Linked DNA regions of Muntiacus reevesi: all the other regions are linked to region 2. The links are chromatin contacts, called in public Hi-C maps. All regions are on one chromosome and are shown on one strand. The core of a region is the stretch at or near the end of the contact, and the rest is flanking DNA. Distances in the headings are between cores, read along the strand shown.

Evidence for each region. A called contact is a pair of places that touch in the nucleus more often than the background predicts.
Region 1: a Hi-C map of blood shows a contact between it and region 2, with 4 times the contacts expected there. The contact joins the promoter of XXYLT1 here to the promoter of LSG1 in region 2. A contact is called at or near these places in 2 of 3 Hi-C or Micro-C datasets (blood and muscle).
Region 3: a Hi-C map of blood shows a contact between it and region 2, with 5 times the contacts expected there. The contact joins the promoter of PPP1R2 here to the promoter of LSG1 in region 2. A contact is called at or near these places in 2 of 3 Hi-C or Micro-C datasets (blood and muscle).

Annotation. Positions count from the first base shown.
Region 1 is chr8:50,823,487-50,827,034 of mMunRee1.1, reverse strand. XXYLT1 (xyloside xylosyltransferase 1) reads right to left here and starts at 2,261. Exons shown (of 4, transcript XM_065943561.1): 1 at 1,665-2,261. The coding sequence starts at 2,168.
Region 2 is chr8:51,359,463-51,363,184 of mMunRee1.1, reverse strand. It overlaps LSG1 (large 60S subunit nuclear export GTPase 1), which reads right to left and starts at 1,940. Exons shown (of 14, transcript XM_065942813.1): 1 at 1,780-1,940; 2 at 249-375. The coding sequence starts at 1,878.
Region 3 is chr8:50,616,779-50,620,583 of mMunRee1.1, reverse strand. It overlaps PPP1R2 (protein phosphatase 1 regulatory inhibitor subunit 2), which reads right to left and starts at 1,567. Exons shown (of 6, transcript XM_065942462.1): 1 at 1,134-1,567. The coding sequence starts at 1,255.

The DNA of each region.
Region 1 (3,548 bases), core at 1,012-3,511, 540 kb after region 2:
TGAAAACTATGGAAACAGTGGCCAAGCGCCCAGGAAGAAAGGAAGGACACCCTGCGCAGAGAGTACAGCTTGTGTAACGGCACATTCAGTACAGTTAGTAGGGGAAGGACAAGGAGGTTGGCTGAAGAGCCCGGCCCCACAACAGACAGCCCTGCCAAGAAATGAGGACTTGATTCTGTAGACAACAACAACAAAAAAGGGAGTTCCCTGGAGGTCCAGTGGTTAAGACTGAACTTCCACTGCAAGGGACACAGGTTGGGGAACTCAGATCCCACAGGCTGTGCAGTGTGGCCAAAAACAACAACAACAGGCCCCTGAACCATGCAGGAGGCCAGCATTGCTCCCCTTAGTCACTCACCCAGCACAACACGTGGTACACTACTCTAATCTTACCGGCCCTCCCCCACCACCAGCTTCCATCCTTGAAATGGCAGCCCACTCCAGTACTCTTGCCTGGAAAATCCCATGGACGGAGGAGCCTCGTGGGCTACAGTCCATTGGGTCGCTTAGAGCCGGACATGACTGGAGTGACTTAGTGCACACTATTTCTATCCCAAAATCACACCTTAGATTCCCTCTGGGCAACTATTAGGTCAAAAGGAGACATGTAATTTAATTGAGGCCATTAACACTAAGCGTGAACTGCAAGGAGATCCAACCAGTCCATCTTAAAGGAAATCAGTCCTGAATATTCATTGGAAGGACTGATGCTGAAGCTGAAGTACTCCAATACTTTGGCCACCTGATACAAAGCACCGACTCATTGGAAAAGACCCTGATGCTGGGAAAGATTGAAGGTGGGAGGAGAAGGGGACCACAGCGGATGAGATGGTTGGATGGCATCACCAACCGTATGGACATGAGTTTGAGTAGGCTCTGGGAGTTGGTGATGGACAGGGAAGCCTGATGTGCTGCAGTCCATGCGGTCACAAAGAGCAGGACACGACTGATGACTGAGCTGACGGACAAGAATACAATCTCTCACAAGCAGAGCCAGGCAGTCCAGCCTGGAACAAGACGACCAGCTCTGCTCTGCCCTCTCCAGATCCTACATCCTTACCTCTTGGGGCACTTTCTTGCTGGGAGGAACCCGCTGCTTCTCTAAATGGGTTCATGACCCTGAAGAGAAGGGAAGACGGAGGCACGCTGAGGAGATGAAATGGTTCACATGGGCTGGTGTGGGCTGGACCAGTTTCAACTGAAATCCTTACAGCTGTGAGAAATGTCACTGTAATCTGAACAACTCAAGCGGCCTAAGACCTTGTCCAGCAGAAGCTGCACCTTCAGGTGACCTGCTCCATCCTCAAAAGTCAAAGACTGAGAAGAATAAAAAGAGGGGCCGACTAAGGCACTGACTGCTGAAATCAACCACGCCAGGAAAGAGGGGGCGCGGCGATTCTCCAGGGGGCTGCAGGTAAAGAGAAGCTCGGATCAAGGAAGTCAGCCAACAGAGGCTCCAAGACACGCCCCCCCGCCCCCCTCCGCCCCGACCATGCCTGCAGCGTGCTATGAACGCACAATTCGGGAGGGTACGGGTTAGTCTTCTGCTGGCATTGGCAGTGGGCATCGTAACTAAGACACCTCCCTCCTGACCCCTGGATCCAGGCCGGGCCCCACAATGACCGAGTCACCGACCCGGAACCTTTAGCTGGGGTCCCGCTCACCTTGCATTTGAAGCCGGCGGCGGGCGGCAGCAGCTCCCGCAGCAGGGCCTTGGCCACCTCGCGGCTGGCCTCCTCGCTTACGAAGTGCAGGTTAAGCACCTCGTGCGCCTCGAACTTAGCGAGGCGCAGCAGGGAGCCGAGGGCGACGCGGGCCTTGGCCTGCAACGCGGCATTGTGTTCGGCCTTGGTGAACATCATCAGCAGGTGGTAGTCCACCGGCCCGGCCCCGCCGCCCTCCAAGCTCTTGGCCTTAGCGCCCGGGGCCGGCGCCAAGGATCCCCGCGCCAGCTCCAGCACCGGCGGCGAGGGCGCAGCAGGGGCCCCGGCGCGGGCCTCCTTCAGCCTCTTGGTGGCGCTGGAGAAGGTCTCCCGGCCAGAGCCCAGGTAATAGAAGGCACAGACGGCCAGCGCCGCGGCCAGCAGCAGCGCGCAGTAGTGGGAGCGCACAGCGCCCAGACGCGCCATGGCGCGAGCGCACGGGGGCCCGCCTCGGAGGAGACCCATGCGCCACCCGCCCGCGGACAGATCAGCCGGGGAGTTGCTGCAGGGACCAGTACCCCGGCAGCAAGTTAGCAGCCCCGGCAGCAGGCGGCAGCCATGGCGGGGGCGGAGCCGAGCTGCCAATCTGCGGGCGCTGAGGCGCGGAGAGGCGGGGCCAGGCTGCCTGGCAGCCACCGGGTCCTAAGCGCAGAAGGATTACAGCGGGGTTGGTCCCTGAGCCCGCGGGAGTCCCTCCAGCGTGTTCGAAGGGGGCGGTGAGGACTTGGACACGCAAGTCAGCAGGCTGTACGGTCTGTGGAAAATGGCCCTCGTTAAGTGCACAGCCCCAGGCGCTAGAAACCGAAGCTAAGCCTTCGGAAGCAAAAAGACTAAACTGGACGCACAAAATTTTTTTCTCTATTTATATACATTTTCCTCCTAATTTCTTGAAGGCTTTAAGTCCTCTCCCCGACTCCTTTCACACCTTGGAGACTATCTAGGGCTGAAGAATTTAAACTAGCAACTCCTTTCCCATTCTCGATGAAGTAGGATTGACACCCGAGGTGTGAATCACTTGCTCACCTCACTTGGTATCTCTGAGGCCGACCAGAGGCAACCTAAAGGACGTGGCCACCAGGGGGGCCACCTGCCACCAACTTTGGGTAGTTCAGAGCTCCCCAGGAAGCTTGTGATTTTTTTAACAGACTTTTAACACTTTAAAAGAGACTTACTGCATTCTTAACTGAGGCGTGACTGAGGTCACTTGCTCAGGTCACACAGTGACAGGTTTGACAGAGAAACAGACACTCTTCTACAGCAGATGAGGTTGCCTGTACTGGCACAACTTTCCTGAAGGGCATTCTGGCAACACTAAAATCTAAGAACTTTCAGTTCTTTCTCCTATCCATAGAACAGTGGTTCTCAAATTTTTATTGGTACGAGCTGGGGTCGCACAGAGTCAGACATGACTGAAGCGACTTAGCAGCTGCAGCAGCACTGGGGAGCTTGATAAAACACAAGGGCTCAGGCCCTATCACCTTCAAAAAGCCTGGGCCTCGATGGTGATTCTTCTGCAAGCCAAAGTTTGAAAAGCAGTGCCCTTCACACAGTCAACCTCTCCTGCTTCAGACCTTGGCTTGGGGGTCCCTGCCTCAAGGAGTGGTCTCTAAACACCAGCCCTTGCAGTGTCCAGATGAGGCACCATCCTCAAGGATCCCATAAGGGCCACCTAAGAACTACTCAGTTCCATCTTTCTCTGCTACAAGAAGGCAAGACTTCAAGAGAGCAGGCAATGTGTCTTTCTTTAACCATAATAACTCCAGTAACTGATGGTGCTTGACTCACTGAATGAGCATCAGAAATACACCCACCCATTGTGAACCATCATTTTCATAAGGGAATAAG
Region 2 (3,722 bases), core at 691-3,190:
AGTTTCTCGAATTTGACATGATAGATAACCAGAGGCTTTTTAGAGCTGAATTTTAAAACTGTGGCACATTTTGTACTTCCCTGCTGAATTCAACTGACCCATCCGCACTGCTCCTGGGATATCTGCCTTTGGGTTAAAAACAGCTCCCTTATGAGTTTAGGAAGATTGGCAAAACACCCCCAAGTAGACTTACTTGTATCTAGTCAGCAAAGACAGAAATGTGTTGGAGGCACTCAGCAACAACTTACCAGCTACAAACTCTGTTCCTGCAAGTTCCGCAGTGGCAAGGAAGTCATCCAGGGAACTCTGTTCAGTCACGGACTGAAGATTAAGTCGACCCCAATCATAGCCATCGTTGAGTTCACTTGTGTGCAGCTATGAGTAAAACACAGGAGGATAAGATAGCTGCTTTCTTCTGCTCCTTACATCCAAACAAATGCTATGTTCCCAAAGAATGTTCTATGGCCTTGAGGGTGGTGTCAGCTCTTTTAGTCAACACTAGTAACACTTAACATTTAAATGAGCACTTTCTTACCTCATGATAGTTATTTTCCATTTACTTTCTTATTTAATTTTCAAAATCTTTTGAAATAAACTTCATATCTCTATCAGGATTAAATTGGATAGAATAAATTGCCTATAGTCATAAGCTAATAAGTGGCAGAGGTATTTGAATCTAAACTCATATACCATATACTCTGGTTCTGGCAGTCACTGTTGGTCAACTTTTTTAGACAGACACCCACAGTAAGAAATACATTTCACACAGTGACTCAAATGCTGTGAGATACTGAGATGTTGTGTATCATTCGATAAAGTAAAGTGAAAACAAAAGAATCCTGAAAGTTACCTTTATTACATTTCACACAACGTGGTATTTTCTTGAGTTTTATTCTGTGGGATGAAAAGCTTTGCTAGTTGCCACTTACTGAACTGATTCCAGACACACTTCAGTTTTATAAGATAAACACCATCCTAATCTACATGCTCTGTACAGGTACAAACAAATGAAAATAACTGAAGATTAAAAGGCTAGGTGGTTTGCCCAAAGGCCACGGAATCAGCAAAAATCAGGGTAAGGATTAGAATCTAGTTCTTTACTGAGAACTTGTGAATTCTCAAACACTTCGAGGAATGAATGTCAAAATGACAATTACAAATCAATCAAACCACTTCATCTGCTCTTCAAAGATCCTAAAACTATGACCGTTTCCAGACACAGGAAGCTACTAGGCTCGCCAAACTTTGGAGAAATGCTGTCCAGCTCTGAGTAATACCACTAGGGAATAAAAAAAAAGTGAAGCACGAATCTGAGTTATTTTGTACTTCTGCTACCAACCAGAGGCTCTTGGAGGATCAATTCTTTAGACAAACGAATACAACAAGAAGTCGTTTTTGTGTCATTCCTGTACAGAAACTTCCAAATGCTTCCACGGCCTACAGGATAAATATAAAACTTTAGCCCTGGTTTTCAAGATCTCACTCCGACCTCATCACATTAGCCTCCACCTCTGGGCCCTGTGTCTTGCTAGGAGGGCCTGTTTCTCGGCCTGGGCGATTCTAACGGTCTTGAGCATTTGCGCATTTCAGTATCCGAGAGGGGATGGGGGTGGGCCTAGAACGGATCCCCGCCGTTATCGGGGGCGATTGTATTCATTCCTAGAAACCCTATTTTGGCATCATTTCCTTTGGAATATTTCCCTGAGAACCCTGACCGTAAATTTCGCTGCGTTCAGACTCACAACTAGGCAGAAAGACTGAGAAAGACAACGTTTTTACCCAGGAGTCAGTGTGGCGGTGGCTACGGCTCCGTTGAACTTGCTGGCGTATAAGAGTCCGGCCAAGGGTCCCACCCTCTGGCGCTCTCCTCCGACCCATGCTTGTCCAGTAGACCGACGAAAAGCAGCAAGCAAGAGTCACGCCAGTTTTCTGGGTGTTCAGGAGCGCTATCTCCGGAAGTGACGTATGTGCGAGCTCAAGTGGTTAAGGCCCGAAGTCGCAGGGAAACAATAATTTGCCTCAAATCTCCACTTATATATCTCACATTTGCTACTACGATAGAAAGTAAATGCAAAAAGTGGCCTCATAACTTAATTTTCAATATATATTCCTCAGAATATCTCAAAGTTGGATAAAGCGATTCGATTAAACGAATGGTACCTTCTAAATTTGTGCATCGATTTTTAGTGTTCGGGGTACAACTAGGAGACTCGGAAAAAAGTGGCCGGACATATTTGCGGTGGGAGCCACGCCTCCGGTTAATTTCGTCAGGAGGAGGCGGAGACTTGGGTGAAGGGTGTTCCTGCAGCGCTAGGTGGCGTTGCTTCCTGGCGCTAATTTTCGGCCTAGTGTTGTAGGGTGTGGCTTCACCGCTGTCACGCCTGGCAACTAAAGAGCTTTGTGTTTACTTGGTCTTCCAAAGCTGTGAATTGGTGAGAAGAGTTCCTGCGTGGATGGCATTTTGGAATGGAAAAAGTTGCAAGGAAAGCCAAAGGATGTTGTTTTCAAAGAGCTTTTAAAAAAGCGTTTAAAACTTCCAGCTAGAATTGTATTTAAATTTTCCTATAAATTAAAATAAAGTGAAAAAAAAATTAAAGTGAAAGCAGTGACCCCCGCTCCACTCTTTGCGGCCTGACTTTTGCTCCTCACTTTAGAGAAGTCGGATTAGAGTTATGTGGGTGTTGGGGATTTTAACTCCATTCTCATTAATCAGGAGAACCACCTTATTGTTGTGATGCTCCGAGAGCAAGCAGCTTGCCCAAATCATAGCTGAAATATATTCGGTTAGGCATCAAACCCAAGTCTCCTCAATATTTTGTCCATTCCTGGGGCAGATATTGAAGGGAGAATGAGGGTTGTTATTGTGTATTTTAGAACCCAGTTCTTACCCAATTTTGATGTGCATGTGAACCCTCTAGGAATCTTGTTAACGTGCTGATTCTGATTCATAAGGTCTAGGGTCTGGCGGCACTGGGTTCTTCCAGGAGATGATGATGATGATGATGTTGGTCTGGCCCACAGGCCACTCTGAAGAGCAAGAGAAGTCCATTTCTTGCTCGTGCAGATGAAGACCCTGAAGAGCACTATCTAGAAGTCAGTCATAGCAAGTCTGGGTCAGGAAGAGCTGGAACCATATCCCCACCCATCTCTGCATTCCCTGCTAAGCCCTGCTGTGGGCTTTATCTCACTGCTGACTCTAACTGAATTGGAGTGCACTTTGGAAAACACCCAAAGGATTGCTGACAAACCATGTAGTAGTCGGCAGGGCTTTGGGAAGGTGGTGCTCACAGATCAGTGAAGGAAAACATTAGAACGTGGTTTCTCCCATCTCTCAACTTAGAGACAGCATATCTTTAAAAAACCTGAGGAACTTCCGTGGCAGTCTACTGATTAAGACTCCACCCTTCCACTGCAGGGGGCATGGGTTGGATCCCTGGTCAGGAACTAAGATCATACATGCACTGAAGCATGACCACAAAAACCTACAATATAATTGGATTACTAAAACAAACAGACAAACAAACAAACAAACAAAAAAAACACCAAAAACCTGAACATCATCTCCAGAACTAAAATGGAAGAGACAGTTTCTGGCATTCTCTTAGAGCTAAGTGGATAAAGAAAGAAAGAAAGAAAGAAAATGAAGTTGCTCAGTCGTGTCTTAACTCTTTGTGACCCCACAGACTGTAGCCTACCAGGCTCCTCCGTCCATGGGATTTTCC
Region 3 (3,805 bases), core at 318-2,817, 740 kb after region 2:
TCAACAACTTCTCTTAAGCCTTATTTCCAGTATGTAAGAGTTCTTGTATGCTAGCCCCTCTATGACTTCTAACCTAGTGTTTTATTTTACACTATATATTATCAGTTTTCCACCTTTTTTTTTTTTCCTATTGAGGACTGCACCTTGGGTATCTTTCTCTGAGTCATTAGCATCCATTTCATTCTTCTAAAAGGCTGGTCTGTTTTCCCATTATACTAATGTACTATAATTACTATTTCACTAGTCCTTCTTAATGGACCTTGGGTTGTTACCAATTATTTACTATCACATACAATACTATAGGTCAACATCTTTTCACATATGTATTTGCGAGTATGCAAAAGCAACTAAATTATCATGGCATCATTTTAACTTGGTACTTTTTGAACTGTTCTCAGCTTAAATATATCTTTCAAGAGGAACAAAGAGTAGAAAGCGCTCAAATTCTTGTTGCAGATTCAAAAATAATTAGCAATAAGTAGCTTTCCATTAAACATAGATCAGACTGGGGAAATGTCTGTTTCTTTTAATGCAGAGATAATGACAAACCAGGACCCAAGGGAGTGAATGTGGCACGATGCTTTTCTTTCGATAATGTTCACCTAAAAAGGAATGACCGTGGAAGAAGGGCAATTAGCAAAATGGAGAAATCTCTTTTTCGGAGGAGTCTCTTATTACTCTACAACTGCATCTTAAAAGATTTCCAACCCAGGAAAATACACTTTAATTATTGAATTTTAGACACTCGGATACGAAGTGAAGTAATAATTGCTTAACAGGTGAAGCTTTACAACTTCAATTTGATTCCTTAATATTCCCAATCTCCAAAAGCTTAAAGATCCTGATGTATGTTTTAAAATTATTATATATGTATATATCTTAAATACACACACACAAACACACAATAAACGTCATAGCTCCTGCCTTCTTTATAATCACTCCACCCCTAAGCCTGGCCGGCGGAGGGAGACCTGAGCCGCGCAGGGGCCGCAACTACGCAAACGCCCCGCCCGCCGGCCGCGCTCGGGTTCAGGATCTGGGGTTGGTCCGGCTGGGGGTCTGCAACGGCACGGGGGAAAGGTGGGGCTTCCCAGGCTGACCCGGTGGGCGAGCGGCCGCCTCTCGGCTCTCACCTCAGCTCTTCGTCGACACTCTTGCCGGGCTGTTCGGCCGAGGACACCACAGAGGAAGTCGTAGAGCTCTTGTTCTTCAGGATCCCCTTGATGGGCCGGTGCGAGGCCGTCGAGGCCGCCATTGCCTGCTGCTCCGGCGGTCGGCTCAGCGTCGCTGCTTGGCGCCGAGTTCAGGAAGGAAAGGGCTGGGCGCGAGCAGAAACTCGCCAGGCAGCCGCCGAGCCCGCCTGGGGCTGAAGCGGCCGCACCTGCTGTCGCGGAGACAGCCACCAGAGTTGCTGTCACGACACAACGACTCGGATGCTCTGAGGTCTAGCCGACGCCGCGTGGCTGGCGGCCCTCCGCGAGCCCTTGGCCACCGGCACCCTAACCGTGGCCCGCGGAGAGAAGCCGGCCTAGCGCCGGAACGACGCCGACGCTAATGCCAAGCGGGCCCGCCCTCTCGCGATATCTAGGGCGGGGCGGGGGCGGGGCAAGAACAATGCCAACCTCCTCGCCCCGCCCCCTCCCCGAACCCTCTTGGTGAGTTAGCGCCAACCGCGGCTGGGGCTCTGAGAGCTGTTTTGACAGAACCTCAGGAGAGGTTTCCAGTTTGACTCTGTTCCGAATTGTAGATCTCTCCAAGCACCGTCGCTCCCACCACTTCATGAGGTTCTTATTAGTTCTGTATTTTATAGATCTGAAAATTGAGGCTCAAAGGTGACATCATTCCCCAAAGACATTAACTGACTTTCAGAGAAATGCAGTGTGTCTTTTCTTTCCTTCCATTTAACAACCATAAAAAGCTTAACTCTCCATTATAAAATCATGAAATGTCAGTATTGGAATGATCCTTAGAGACCTATTGTGGGATCATAGAATATTGACTTTTATGAAGTCATAGAACATCAACATTGAAATAGTCTAACATTTTTTACCCTTGGAAAAGCTGAAGGCTAGAGGGGAGAAATGACCTAACCACCACTATCACAAGACCCATCTGTAGTGTGTGGTCATAGAACTTCATTCAGACTTTTGCTTCTGGTCTGATATTTCTCCATTTTACCACATTCTGCCTCTGTGTTGGTAATCCCATGGAAGGGATCGCTGGCAGAAGTTCCTAGAATGGAGGTTTAGAATCTTTCTCCCCCCACCAAATCTTGGGAACTCAGTGTAAGGAGCCATCCAATACTGGGTGAAATAGGCCAAAAAATTCTGGGACTGCCTAGGTCTTTGTAAGGTGAGTCTCAAAAGAGAAATACAAAAAAAAAAAACCAAAAAAACAAAACTCTCCCACACACAGTCTCCCCACCTTATCTCTGTCTGGGTGTGAGTGAAAGATACCAGGAATGACTTGGATGAGAGACAAAAAGAGAACTCAACCCTGTAATGGGCCAGGATACATGTAGATCCTGGCAGTGGCTGCTGTGAGAAGTGGGTTCTAGGGAAAGGCAGGAGTTTAAAGCCCTGGGGACACTCTTAGGACTCGGGTGTATCTAAAATTAAGCTCAGGCCGGTGGAGCGGGTGGTATCCACTCCAGCTACACAGGCTCCTCCTTGCAGCGCCAGCACTAGAGTTGTACAGGTGGGAAAGGCAGAGGGCTCAGGTTAAGCAAGTTGCCGCCTGTTATGGGTTAAATTATGTCACCCTAAAAATGTTAGGGCTTCCCTGGTGGCTCAGACAGTAAAGAATCTGCCTGCAATGCGGGAGACCCAGGTTTGATCCCAGGGTCGGGACAATTTCCTCGAGAAGGAAAAGGCTATCCACTCCAGTGTTCTTGCTTGAGAATTCCATGCACAAAGAAGTCTGCCAGGCTCTACTCCATGGGCTTCCCCCATAGCTCAGTTGGTAAGTCATCTACCTGCAATGCAGGAGACCCAGGTTTGATTCCTGGGTTGGGAAGATCCCCTGGAGAAGGAAATGGCAACCCACTCCAGTATTCTTGCCTGGAGAATCCCATGGACAGAGGAGCCTGACAGGCACAGTTCATGGGATTGCAAGAGTCAGACACAACTTAGCCACTAAACCACCACCAGTCCATGGGGTCATAAAGAGTTGGACACGACTGAGTGACTAACACTTCACTTCAAAAATAAGTTATATTGAAATCCTAACCTCCAGTACTTCAGAATCTAAACTTATTTGGAAATACAGTCACTGCAGATGTAACTAGTTAATATGCGGTTGTACTGAAGTAGGGTGAACCCCTAATCCAGTATGTCTGGTGTCCTTATAGGCAGAAAGCCTTGTGAAGACAAAGGACTGGAGTGATGCATCAACAAGCTAGGGCCACCTGGGGCTTCCCAAAGCTAGCAGAAGCATGGAGAAAATTCTCCTTTAGAGTTCACAGAAGGAACCAGCCCTGCTGACACCTTGATTTAGGGCTTTTAGTCTCCAGACTGTGATATATTAAATTTCTGTTGTTTAAAACCAACCCAGTATGTGGTACTTTGTTATGGCAGCTGTAAATACTCCTCCCGTTCTGCTCCTATATTTCATCCCCAGCTCCCTCATCACCAGGCTTTTTCCCATCACCCTTTGCCGTTTTTAAAAAAAACTTTAAACTTTCATTTTGTATTGGGGTATAGTCAATTAACAATATTGTGGTAGTTTCAGGTGAATAGCAAGGGGACTCAACCATACATATACATGTATCCATTCTCCCCAAAACCCCTTCTGTCCAGGCTGGCAC